Linked DNA regions of Zea mays: regions 1 and 3 are each linked to region 2. A link is a contact called in public Hi-C data. All regions are on one chromosome and are shown on one strand. The core of a region is the stretch at or near the end of the contact, and the rest is flanking DNA. Distances in the headings are between cores, read along the strand shown. Region 1 holds the start of LOC100272256. Region 2 holds the start of LOC100282190. Region 3 holds the start of LOC100502340.

Region 1 (4,551 bases), core at 342-2,841, 210 kb before region 2:
TTATGTTATAAAGTTGTGACACTAGTTGCTATACACTAAAGTCATCATATGTGTAAATTGATTCTGTCGCATATATGAGATGCATCCAACTTTGTCTTTGAAAATCGGGTGTGGCACCAGTGTTTTGAGTGGTTTCGGAGTTATATCCGTCTTACGATCCGTTTCTTTATTTGGCTACTTATATACCCTAGGAACTTTTCTAAAACATTGGATCAATAGTTGATTATGATGGATTTAGTTAGGGTTCTTTCTTCGTTCTCATTGGAGTAGAGAGCTCATTTTTTAGATTTTGAGAACTTTCACTTGTTCACTTTTTTTTGTTGATCAAATGCTCCGATGTGGTTGTCGGTCATCATCAAGAATATTCAGTCATTCATGGGCTCGAGAGCATCCCGTGAGTTTTAAGGTCTTGAGAGATTGGATGAAGATTAATTTATTTAGGGTAATACACCATAAAAAACCGACGCTCGATTTCACCACTGTATTCTATATACTAGTCTTGAAACGAGCCGAGCTCGGTTCGACTCATCCACTCGACGAGTTAAAGAAATAGGATAGACTCTACTCGAAGTTGGTTCATGAGACGGGGCTCGGTTTGGCTCATTCGCTCATGAGCAACATACTAATAAATATTATTATATTATACAGTGGATTAACAGTATGTGAATATAGAACATAGAATCATCATTCAATATTACGACTATTTTGAATTACGAATTATTATATATCCATCATCAAATAGTAAAGAACGAGCCAACTATCTATAAAATTATATATTAATCATTATTTTATAGATTGACCAATTTGGCATTTCTCGTTAGCCGGCTCGATGCACCAACGAATTAAAAAACCGGCTCGACTCGGCTCACGAACCACTCAAAACTACTTCATGTTTGAGCCGACTCGTCAGCCTCAAACTTATTTTCGGTTCTTCCTAACAAACCGTAATACTTTCTTCGATCTATTTTATTCATCGAGTTTAAGTAAAAATGAACTATGGTCCAACAAATATTCAAAAATACTAAACATGCCCAACTCTCCGCCGGCCGCTGCGGAGATGCCTGTCACCGCGGGATTGGTCCGTGATCTGGGATTCAAGAACAGTGACAGGTGTCCAGGGATCCAACCGAAGATGACCGTGTGTCCCTTCTTCGCCTCCCGGGTCGCTTTACCGGCGAGCCACCTGTCTGCTTGGCTGCTTTGTTTAAGTAAAAGGGTGGCGACTCGTCACGAGTAGGGTTTGCTTGTTTTTTTCGAACTCGTTGATCTGCGGCGGATTCGTCCCACTTTGCAGTACCAACAGGGTCATCAACAGGCCAAAACCGATCGCCGGCGGCACCGCACCAGCACGGCAGTCCTGTGACATGTTGGCTAGTACGTACCCGTAAGCTTTTCTGTTGGAAAGTCGAGCTCACGTCACTGCGTTTGACACGGCGCGCGCCCGCCGCCCTCGAGGCTCCTGTCCGTCGCGCGACGCCACGACGCCCCCGGGCCAAGCCAGTCTGCACCACGCGGCACACGGGCACACGGCCCGCGAGCGACTGAAAGCCAGCACTGCCCGTCTGCCCCGCCCCCCGCCAGGCCGCCACTCCGCCGAACACCACCCAGCGGCTCGCTCGACACCTACACGTTTCACGCACCTCGCGTCCTCGCCCCGCTCTGTTCGAGTTCCCGTTGTAGGCGCACGCCATGGCCGCGGCCATTCTCCGCCGCCTTGTCCCCACCGCCGCCAGCCAGCTCGTGGCGCCGCTGCCGCTTCTCGCGCGTGGGGTCTCCGACTCCGCGGACGCGGTCACCGTTGACACCTCGGTGCCCTTCAAGTCCCACATCGTGGACCCGCCACCGCGCGAGGCCACCACCTCGGCGCGGGAGCTGCTGTCCTTCTTCCGCGACATGTCGCTCATGCGGCGCTTCGAGATCGCGGCGGACTCGCTCTACAAGGCCAAGCTCATCCGAGGCTTCTGCCACCTCTACGACGGCCAGGAGGCCGTCGCCGTCGGCATGGAGGCCGCAGCCACCCGCGCCGACGCCATCATCACCGCCTACCGCGACCACTGCGCGTACCTCGCGCGCGGCGGGGACCCCGTCGCCGCCTTCGCCGAGCTCATGGGCCGCCGGGACGGCTGCTCCAGGGGCAAGGGCGGGTCCATGCACTTCTACAAGCGGGACGCCAACTTCTTCGGCGGCCACGGCATCGTCGGCGCGCAGGTGCCGCTCGGGTGCGGCATCGCCTTCGCGCAGAGGTACAGGAAGGAGGGCACCGTCACGTTTGACCTCTACGGCGACGGCGCCGCCAACCAGGGACAGCTCTTCGAGGCGCTTAACATGGCCGCGCTCTGGAAGCTGCCTGTCATATTGGTCTGCGAGAACAACCACTGTGAGTTCTTCTGTTACCATGTGCTTGGTCAGCTGGTAGTGCTGTGATAGTACTGTTCATCGGTGGGATTCCGAAATCGAGAGTGGGCTAGTGGAGTGACTTTGGAGTACCTGGTGTATGCAGATGGGATGGGGACGGCAGAGTGGAGGGCCTCCAAGAGCCCGGCTTACTACAAGCGCGGGGACTATGTGCCTGGCTTAAAGGTAAATAGTTGTTCTTTTGATTTGGTTTACAGTTTATTTCAGAGTGATGTGAATAGTATTGATTGGTTTTGTAAACGCAAATTTGATTGCTCCGGTGTGCAATGTTGTATTGTTGGGCTGTAAAGTCTAAAATCAAATGCAAATTTGGGTGTGCCAGAGTTCAGTGTTGAATTTATTATTATGCTCTGGCAGGATTGGCTTTGTTGTGATCTCAAATTGTTTGCTCAAACACATGGTCCCTTAATTTTTTTAATAGCACTACGAGTTTTGCATATTCTGAGGCTTGGTCGTCTAATTTATGTTAGTATTGTCGAGACTGGTACCCTTCTTTGGAATCCCCTGGTCCAGCAAAATCTGCATAATAGGATGCTGATTTTGGTCTCCATGTCTGCAATCTAGCTAACGCTTGGCACTGAAATGGTACCTTGTGTTTTGTGTAGGTCGATGGAATGGATGTTCTTGCTGTGAAGCAAGCTTGCAAATTTGCCAAAGAACATGCCCTTGAAAATGGGCCAATTGTAAGTATTTAAGAAATAATTCTGATTTCTATCATTTCAGTTACATGAATGCATGCATATCTTAGAGCACATAATCCATCACGTATGGGGTTATGCCATAAGATGTTACTAGTAAACTGGAAAGATTTACTAGGCTACAAGCAGATACAAATATCTTTCTACCAGAAAGAACATACTCCAAAAATGTGGAAATATTATGTTTGGTGCAGCTATTTCCTTATGATCTTATATGCTATCAGATGTACTCTAGAATACTTCACGATTTCAGTTTATTGTTTTTCAGACCAACTTCAGTGTTTCTGTCGCAACATTTCAACTTATTTGCAACTGGTTATTTGTTTTTACTCTTTTATCTTGAGCTCAATTCTTTTTTGAATGGAATTCTTGAGTTCAATTCTTGTCAAATGGGTTTTCTTTGTTCACATATGTTACCGTATACAGTTTTGCCTTTTGTTTTGCACCTTTGCTTATCACCATATTCTATTCAACAAGCAAGCCCAGAATGCAATACTTTGTGTAAGGTAGTCCCTGCGGGGTGTGGAGTGCTTACACCTAGAAACATGTTTTGCCACCATTTCTGGTCTCTAATTTGTATTCTTCTCACTGGCATTACTCCTAGTTCTGATTTGAAGATCTGCAACATGTTCATTATAGTGGATGAAAAAATGTCTTGGAGGCATTAATATTTGAAACAATATCTTACGCTACAGCCTAGGTCGTATGCCTTCATTTATTTTCTTCTAAGTATTTACTATACATCCCTAATGCTATACTCTTGTATAGTTTTGTACTTTTTTTTGTACTACCAGATCTCCAGATGGCTCAATGCAATACATCCACGCTACACATGATATCCTTCCCACTTTCATTTCACATAGAGACATTGATATCTATTTTGTCTTTTAGAAGGGACAACAAGAGCTTTGTCGCCATATTATATTAGGGGCTTTGCTATGGTACCCATTTACCTCATAAGAGGTAAGATCTTAAAGAAATCGTAGACCTTGATTTTTTTTAAAAAAAATAATAATAATTGAATGTCATAAAAGAATAAAATAAATCGTTAAAATCTTAGAAAACCCTTTTATTAAAATAAATCGTTAAAATCTTAAAATAAATATGAAACAAGTGTCAGAATAGAATAAAATAAATCGTTAAACTCTTTTATTACACGAAATAAACAGGTGTCTCTTGTTCGAAGAAAATATTTGTGTATTAAATATGAAAGGCTAAATGCAAAGAACCTTATATTAGTTCTAAATACAACGTCGTGTCACACAAACCGTGTCTTCACATATGTGCAGTGTGTGTCCAGATATTGTATAGGTGTGTGTGTGTGTGTGTGTGTCATCATCCACGTTATATAAAATCTTTAGATCTCATAATGTGGCATTATATAGGAAAGTTAGATTATGCATGCATATTAGATCTAATAGGAAGATATATTTTCCTC
Region 2 (4,476 bases), core at 507-3,006:
ATATTGGAACACCAAAACATAGTGTCAGCAGCCAACCTAAAGTATTCACCAAGAAGGCAGGCATTGGTGTTTGAATCATCACCACCAATGACAACAAGTCCATCCAAATCAAGCTTGTTGGCTGTGTCTTCAGCTTGCTTGAACTGCACAACAAACATAGGTAGTTGAGAAAAAAAATACCATGATTAAGCAATCCAGTAGCAAAGTTTTTCCATAAGCATCTGCACATAAACATGGCCAGACCCCAGAGACATACCTGCTCCGGTGTTTCAATCTTGTCCCTTCCACTGCAGATCATATCGAATCCGCCCTATCAAAAAGAAATAAAATTTAAATGCATCATCGAAAGGAAATAGTTTCCTACTAATCACCTCATTATGGTGTCATGCATGTAAGAGTAGGAAATTCAATAACCGACAGTTCATTACTACAAAGGTTAGTTTGCTGAACTAATCACGCTTTGTTAGTAATAATTTTGCAAAAACACTAACAGTGGTTGACACATAAGAAACACAATTGCAACGCGAAAACTCCAAAAACTTACCTAACACTAACAGGCAAACAAACATTATTTAAATAAACAAAGTGAACAGAATTAAAAATTCAGTCAACAAGTATACTTATTAAAGTATATGTTGTTGTACCTGGTTTCTGTAGGGATACACAAAGTCTGAAGTGAGTTCCACATATTTGCACTTCATGATCCCAGCAGGGCCTCCCTTGAATCCAAGCAAGGTGCTACCTTTTGCACGCTCCTGAAGGTAATCTGATCCAACCGACACCAGGCAAAGTCAAACACAAGAATCGCTTCAGGAAAGCCTTCAAAACACAATCAAACTCTTTCATTGTCTACTCAACAAATCCAATAAGGGACTCACTCCAAAAAAAACAACTGAAATCAATCAGTTTTGCCTCATCATACTACAAAAATCCATGGAGATCTATAGCTGCGAAGTTCACTGGGGCCTCATTTAAAGACACTACATTACTGACGAACGCGGGAATACCCTTTTAACTCAACTAATGGCACTACCCTAAGTTCTTTGGATCTCCTATCAACTCCAAATCGCCTCCATTAGCACTAAAACAACTAGAGCCTTGGCAGTTTTGGTGATTGAAAAGCTCAGCAAGCAAACACATACTCACCAAAGATGCCGCAGATGACATTGTGCCCGCCGGGCGCCTGTCCACCAGAGAGCACGACACCGACCTTTAGCGGCCTGGTCGCCGCGGGCTCGGCCGAAGGCACCAGCGACGCCGAGGGCTGGCCGAACAGGTTGGGGAAGAGCTTGGCGATCTCATCTGCGACAGATCGATCGAGCCAGCCACAAATCCGGTGAGCTCGATGGAATACGTAGCAAACCACATGCAAGACCCGAGATCCGAAGTTACAGGCAGCGTTGAACGGTCACTCACCGGGGTTACCCGCGGCGGAGCTGGCGGGGCCGTCGACGACCGAGAAGTTGGAGCGGAGGACGGAGGGGAGGGGCAGCGTGTGCAGGAGCCGGCTCGTCTGCACCTCGCTGTACACGGAGGCCAGCCTGCCGGGCGCCGGCCCGTTCGCGGCCACTGCGCCGCCGTTGGACGTCACTGCCGCCGCCGCCATGTGTCCGATCTCGGGAGAGCGGAGTGGGTTTCGCTGATCTAGTTTGGTCCGGGGGGAATATTGCCCTGGGCGAATCGAAAGGCCAGTCGCCGTCGTGGGCGTTTTTATGGGGTAGCCCTGAAGGGTGCGAGTGCGTGGGGTGATGGCGATCGGGTCGGAGAGGGCCGTGGGTTCGTGGGGGTTGGCGAATGGCGGGCGAGTCCCTGGTTCGTGCTTTCGTGGCGTGTCCGCGGTTTGGTGACTCTGGTCCAGGCGGCGTGGCGCGGGCGTGAAGACCGGAAGTTTTTGTGGTTTTGCAGTGGGGCACCCGACAACTGGCGTATTTGTGTGGCTAGGGTCTGTGCCGTATGGCTTCTTTGCACTGTAGTTTAATTACGAAGTTTTTCTGGGTGTACCTGCACAGATGAAAGAACCCACTGTCTTTGTCTGGCCTTGTCTCTTGGAACCTCGGTTGGCCGTGGTATTTTACGGCTGCAGGTCGATGTCGCTGCCGTTCGCCCGTTGTTTTTCAGCTCATCGACGTGCCATCATTTCTTAAAAGTTGCCATCATTTATTAAAAGTTTCTGATCTAGCTGTTACCAGAATCTAAATATCATAAAATAATAAAAAGGTCCAGTGAATTTATGTCGCAACGAGTCGACGAATCATGCATTCACGTTGATTTAGATAATTCTCACGTAGACAAACGAGAAGCGAAATATTTGGCCGATAGAAACCAATTATGATGTAAAGAAACCGTAAAAAAAGCCCCATGTGTACCGCTAAGCTCGCAACTAGGGGTGGATAATGATCTAACTCGGCTCGACTCGTCCGAGTTCGACCTGGCTCGTTAAGCTAACGAGCCACAGAGTCAGCTCAGCTCGACTCGTTTACGAGCTCGAGCTAGCTCGTTTAGCTCGCGAGAAAGAGTAGAAAAAAATATGTACATAATAATTAATTTTTAGTTAATTTCAAGCTAATTTAACAATAGAAAATAGTAATTATGCTCATAGTTTCACAAACCACATCAATGTAACACCAAATTAACACAATTCATCACCCATTAATTCACAATTCACATGTTCATCAGTTTAACCCACAATTATATTTGCATAGACCAAATTAACATATAAACATAGTTCATTAATCATTAGATTAACTCCTAGGCATAGACACCTCACATATATATAGCATGTTCATCAATTATTCTGTAAATGATATGCATATAGTTTCGTTTTGCTAGAATGCGGCAGCTCGTTTAGCTCGCGAGCTGGCTCGTTAACGAACCGAACTAGAATGTCAAATCAGCTCGTGAAAAAATTCAAACGAGCCGATCCGAGCCGAGCTGACCATGAACCGAGCGAGCCAACAAGCCACGAGCATTTCGTCCCGCCCTACTCGCAACCTTGCAACTTCTTCTAGCCATCACAAACCTTTGAAAGTGAGGGAAACATGATTGATTTTTAGTAAAATCCGTATGGTTGTTGTCGATCACTACAAATGGAGAAATGTTTCAAGAAAAAATATTTTAAAACTATTTCTCATTTTTATACTAGTCCAGGTGAAATCTGTTTTCTCTCTATCCTATTGCTAGTTTCAAGAATTTAGCAATCTAAGTAAGTTTCACGAATTTAGCAGTGTAAGTAAACGGTTTCAAAAAGTGATTATGTGTAACACCTTCAGTGTTTAAACCATCACTAGGTAATTGCCCGTGCTTCGCAACGGAACCATTACAATGCAAAACACAATGAATTTACGCTTGCAATGAGGCCAGAAGCTCCAATATCTGGAAACGATTCAGAAGAGGCAAATATCAGAAAGTGGAGCTTATTGCTTGTGAAATTGATCAAAAAAGCAAAGAAGGGCACTGACTTGAGACGACAGGAAAGAAAGGAGGTAAGGCAGAGCCCAAAGCGGATAGATAGAAAAAGATCCGCTACTCAGTAACAGGCTATTCATATTATTAACTCACCAAGCATTCTACCCGCTTTTCATAAAACTCGATATCATCTAGCACATGTAACAGGTGTCCATATATAGCATAGAGAAGATATAGCATGCACATTATGTCCTCTCCAGTACCCTCACATGCATGTCTCATGGCTTCAATATCCCATGAACTTAATGCATCATCATTGGACTGCTGAGAAAATAAAATACTATCAGGTAAAGTTCCCTCCTATGAAACATTAGATTTTCCATTAATCTTTTAGAGCACATTTGTCCACTTGTTGTGTCCTTGGCATTCCTTATTTTCCTCATGGAGGATACTTGCACATCTCAACTGTTTCTCATGTCCTATTTCTTGTGAATTTTGAATAGGTGGATCAAAAGTGGGCATTTCTAGTTCCCACTTAATCCCACTTAAAAAGAGTAGAGAAATTAAATCACTGCAAAATATTTAATAATTTTCACTCATCACCATTATTTGTTTTTGCAAATTGTAATCAACTCCTGACAGGCAGTCTACTAAATGAAACCATTCATGCTTATTGGCAAATCAAAAATAATTGGGAGATAAAATTCACTTTTTGTAACAAAAACTGTCCAGTGAGTTGAAACATGACAAAAAGCGCACCTAAGTAAAGACTTTATTAGCTGGTAGCTGCTCGACAAGAAACCAAGAATCCACCACATGTAGCAGTTGATGTTTTATCTTATTCACAAAATAGTGGTACAACTTAACAAAGAAACCTATTTCTCGTGGTTACTGTAGAGTGTAGACAATCGCAACAGCGCAGGGATGTAGCTCTAAAAATAACCAGTAACCCAAACAATTCAACTCTCAAGCTAGCGAGTAGCAAGAGAGGCACATACAGACAGTATGCACTCATAGGTGATTAGAGATGAAGCAGCACGCCTCGACACCCCCGAGGCCGTCATAGACACC
Region 3 (4,725 bases), core at 1,624-4,123, 200 kb after region 2:
CTCGAGTCCTCTTGTGTTCATCCGACCATCCACCAGATAGGCAAAACACTTAGGCCCCCTCCTCATCTTAGGATTAGGGCGGGTGCATTCCGCCACCCTGCCGGAGGATTTCCCCTCCGACAAGGACAAAGGATTTCAACGGTCAACCGCTCCAAACCCCAACGGGCCGCTGACGTGGCACGCACCGGACACTGAACAATGTCCTTTCCGGCGCACCACCAGACTGTCCGGTGCGCCATCGCCAGCAACAACTAGAATAGTGGTTGGGGCTATAAATACCCCCAACCACCTCCATTCAAGCCATCCAAGTTTTCTGAACTTCACATTCAATACAAGAGCAATAGCATTCACTCCAAGACACATTATAAAGATCAAATCCCCTCCAAGCCTCAAAATCAACTCAATTGCTTAGTGACTTGAGAGAGGGTGTTTTGTGTTCTTTTGATGCTCTTGTTGCTTGGATTGCTTTCTCTTTCTCATTCTTATTTCTCTAAGTGCTTTGTAAAGCTAGCAAGAGACACCTAAGTGTGTGGTGATCTTTGCGAGGTCTTAGTGACCCAAGTGATTAAGGAGAAGCCTCGACCGGTCTGTGTGACTGATTGAGAGAGGGAAAGGGTTGGAATAGACCCGGCCTTTGTGGCCTCCTTAATGAGGACTAGGTTCTTTGGAACCGAACCTCGGTAAAACAAATCACCGTGTTCACATGTTGATCTTGACTTGATTTGTTTCCCCTCTTTCCTCTCTCTAAAAGTTCCCTTGCTAATATTGTTTAAGTTTGCTCCCAAAAGTTATCCGCATTGATTGAACAACTCTAAGCAAGGAGAACTATCTTTTGTACTCCGATTTAATTCTAAGGCTAACCTCGACCTTAGTGTGTGTTTAAAAGTTTGTAAATTTAAGATTTCGCCTATTCATCTCCTCTAGGTGACTTTCAAAATTAAACATCCTCTAACTTTAGTAAGAGAAACCAAAACCGATATTTAGTGTGAGGTGACACCATTTGAGGGGAAGAAGAACGGTAGAAGAACGAATGTGAAGAATGCGATATGTGTAGCCTATACATTAACAACTTAGAGAGGAGTAGTAACAATATTTTGGTCGTGAGCCTAAGTAATCTGAGGATATAATTCCTTTTGAATGATTTATAATGATATTAACCATATTAGACGAGAAGTAGTAACATATCTAAAACATAGTTAAATCTTGGTATGCCTCTTTCGCTAGCCATTTCAGCGGGCCACTAAGCAGAGCATCTTCCATAATTTTCCCTAACAAAATATTCTAAAATTTAAAATAGATATGTTTTATAGAATTTAGACCAAAAAAGCTTTAAAAATAAAGGTCCAAATTAAGTGACTAACCTAAATATTTTATTCTAATCCATTTGTCTAGAAAGAAAATTTTTATGAAGCGTCCGTTCATTTAGATCTAGATATGGAGCATCCTAATAAGGTGTATTATATTTGTGTCACTTCAGTAGGTGACCTATATTTTTTAATAATTTTTTGTAACATTGAACAATGTTGGAGCAATTTTTTTAGCTTGAGCCATATAATTTAATTTGAGGCACTAAGAGTGTGTTTAGTTTAGCTTTTGGTTTTTACTCCTTAAAAGCAAAAAGTCATACAAAAGAGCTAGATCTAGATTTATAGACCACTTTTTCTAAAAGCCGACTTTCTCGTAGTGCAAAACTAAAATCACATCTGGACTTGCTTTTAAAAGAAAGGGAACTGTGAAAATATGTATTAAAGAATTTTCATCAGTTTTTAGTTGTTTTCACCAAATGGTTTTTAGCTTTTTAAAAGCTTAAAGTTCACAACAATTTTTTCTACAACTCATATCTCACAACAGTTTTTTTTCACAGCCACAACCCAACCAAATAAATCTTAAGATAAGTCACTATTGAAGATGCTCTTTCCGCGGTTCAAATGTTAAAACTATAAATAAATTTTACGTCAATTAATTTATATGAAAATCATATGTAGAAGCTATTTTTAATGAATAGTTTTTGTAGAATGTTCTTTTGTCTCGTCACGTATTTTTTCCTCTCATTAGTATCATATCATTTCTCTTGTATAGACATGTTTTTTATTAAGAAATTATTTTTATTTTTTTAATTAAGTCGTATTTAGTAGACAATAAAATACACTGCAAAAATTAAGTGACATAATAATTAATGCCAAGAAACTACAATCAGGGACCCTAAACCCGCTCACAATTATACCCGTGAAGTCTATCTAAACCCGCCCACGATATCACCCACGGGTGCAATTCTAACCGCGCACCCAAACCTGTAAGGTTTTTAGGTCACTCACGGGTTTTACTCAGTGTACAATTTTAAACAATAATTCAGCTATAAACAATTAAATACCAGTAATAATTAAGTTATATGTATGAATTTTAAGCTTTATCACGTTGAGCAGCAACAAAACACTTCATGAATCATTAGCCAAGTTACTTATTGAAAATAATTACTATTGTATCTTTATCGTTATTGCGTAAAATACCGAATAAACCAAATTTCGGGTCGGGTGCAAGTCACCCACGGATTGAAATAGAAATTCATACCCACACCCGCGAAACTTCAGGTCAGATGCGAATTACATCCGCGAGTCAAAATCCTTACCTATATCCGTACCTATCGAATGTTGGGTTTGCGGGTTAAATTATCATCCCTAACTACAATAAGATGAGTTCGAATCAGTTGACACTTCTCAGTTCACTGTTCACCACCTAGAAGTTTAGAGGTAGCCCCACATGTCATTGAAGCATACCATTCGTACAGGGCCACCAGTCATCGAAACAAACGGAGCGACCAAAAATATCGCTGGACCGTGCCGGGCACGGGTGGGAAGGCCCACCGCGCACCCACTCGAGACGACAGACGACCCCGGAACCGGCAGCCCGCGCGAGGTCAGTCAGGCCACTCCATCCCGATCCCGAAACCGGCGGCGATGCATTTCTTCTCCGGCAGCGGCGGGGCCCGCTCCGGCGCACTACTCCCCACCACCTCCAAGCCGAAGGCGCACCACCACCTCCGTTCCAAGTCCTCCCTCTCTGCGCCCGCCTCCTCCCGCCGCCGCGGGAGCCTCCACTCCGCGTCCACTCCCTACTCCCGCCGCGCCCTCTGCCTCGCCACGACTGCCTTCGCGGTGCTGTTTATCCTGGCCTTTCTCCGTCTCGGCTTCCCCTCATCCCGCTCCGCCGCGCTGTCTGCGCCCGTCCGTTCCCGCGCGCGCCTCAGCCGCAGGCCCGCCTTCCGCCTCCGGGACTCGGCCGCGGCCGAGGCCGCAGCGGCCGCTGTGGCGAACCGGATCGGACGTGAGGCGCCCGTGGATATTACGACGAGGGACCTTTACGACCGGATCGAGTTCAGCGACGTCGACGGCGGTGCGTGGAAGCAGGGGTGGGAGGTCAAGTACAGGGGCGACGAGTGGGATACCGAGAAGCTCAAGGTCTTCGTCGCGCCGCACTCGCACAACGACCCCGGGTGGATCCGCACCGTCGAGGAGTACTACCAGCGCCAGTCGCGCCACATCCTCGATACCATCGTCGAGTCCCTCTCCAAGGTCTTCCTAGTGTTCTCGCCACTCCAGATTTGCTTTCGGGCGTTGGTGCTCTTCTCCTTTTGACCATCGTCAGGATTCTGCTATGGTATAGGATTCGCGGAGGAAGTTCATATGGGAGGAGATGTCATACCTGGAGAGATGGTGGCGCGACGCGCCGCCCAAAAAGCAAGAGGCACTGGCTAAGCTTGTCCGTGATAGGCAGCTCGAAATCGTGAGTGGTGGATGGGTCATGAACGATGAGGTGAGAAGGAAGCAAAACTTTGTGGTTTAGATGAGGCTTAAGGAGTAAGCCGTAGCTTCTGTTTCCTTGCTTGTGTTTTCCATTGCCATGCTAATATGCCATGCGTCATCATCTGTCTTGGACATGAATGAAATGGAATTTCATTTCACATTTTATTACCTGGTTGTCTAGCTGACGACAAATGAAATCCGACGTGCCGTGCTTGCAGGGGTGAAGCCAGGATCCAAAATTAGGGGGACCAAATTACACTAGGGGGGCTGTTAGAAGCATTTTTTGCACTGTTTACATGAAAATTAGCTAAAAAACTAACAGGTTCTAAAGAATTAGGGGAGCATTAGGGGGGCATTGCCCCCTGTGCCCCCCCCCCCTGCCGTCGCCCCTGCGTGCTTGTAGGACTGATATGAAATTTCATTGTTTCTCCTTGCCCACATTGTGATCTCAAACCTTAGGGAGGTATGCGCTTGATGCTGTTTCATATTTAGGCATGAACTGGGTGTAACTTATTTTGGTTTTATATATTGTTGGCTTGTGTGCTTGTAGTTTCCATGCGTAGAAGTCATTTCAGGCCTAGTGTCAGGTGTAGTTGTCGCTCTTATTCTAACTGGCCACTTCAAGCTTACAAAATCTACATATTCTATGGGCAATTGAGCATTACGTGAACTATTCTGCCAGGCATTGTTGCTCGTGAATTTGCATATATTAGTACACATGCTAAGAAGATTCAACAATCAGGGTTATGGCTAAATGATCACAAACAGCACCGGCATATTTAATTTATGTTTTTCCTTTAGCATGTTGCTTCTGCTGTGAGCTTGTTTTTATTAAGCTATTCATTGTTTAACAGATATTGTACTACTTCATTATATGTTAATGAACATCTACTCTGGAGATATATTAATTATCGTGTTTTATAAC

What was found. A called contact is a pair of places that touch in the nucleus more often than the background predicts.
Region 1: a contact with region 2 is called in a Hi-C map of bundle sheath, with 3 times the contacts expected there. The contact joins the promoter of LOC100272256 here to the promoter of LOC100282190 in region 2. A contact is called at or near these places in 7 of 25 Hi-C or Micro-C datasets (bundle sheath, ear, endosperm and 2 more).
Region 3: a contact with region 2 is called in a Hi-C map of tassel, with 1.7 times the contacts expected there. The contact joins the promoter of LOC100502340 here to the promoter of LOC100282190 in region 2. A contact is called at or near these places in 3 of 25 Hi-C or Micro-C datasets (ear, leaf and tassel).

The regions. Positions count from the first base shown.
Region 1 is chr9:2,840,140-2,844,690 of Zm-B73-REFERENCE-NAM-5.0, forward strand. LOC100272256 reads left to right here and starts at 1,592. Exons shown (of 8, transcript NM_001146750.1): 1 at 1,592-2,377; 2 at 2,501-2,580; 3 at 3,021-3,098. The coding sequence starts at 1,690.
Region 2 is chr9:3,052,699-3,057,174 of Zm-B73-REFERENCE-NAM-5.0, forward strand. LOC100282190 reads right to left here and starts at 1,757. Exons shown (of 16, transcript NM_001155102.3): 1 at 1,417-1,757; 2 at 1,147-1,302; 3 at 645-766; 4 at 257-310; 5 at 37-143. The coding sequence starts at 1,606.
Region 3 is chr9:3,250,039-3,254,763 of Zm-B73-REFERENCE-NAM-5.0, forward strand. It overlaps LOC100502340, which reads left to right and starts at 2,874. Exons shown (of 4, transcript NM_001363267.1): 1 at 2,874-3,569; 2 at 3,661-3,810. The coding sequence starts at 2,955.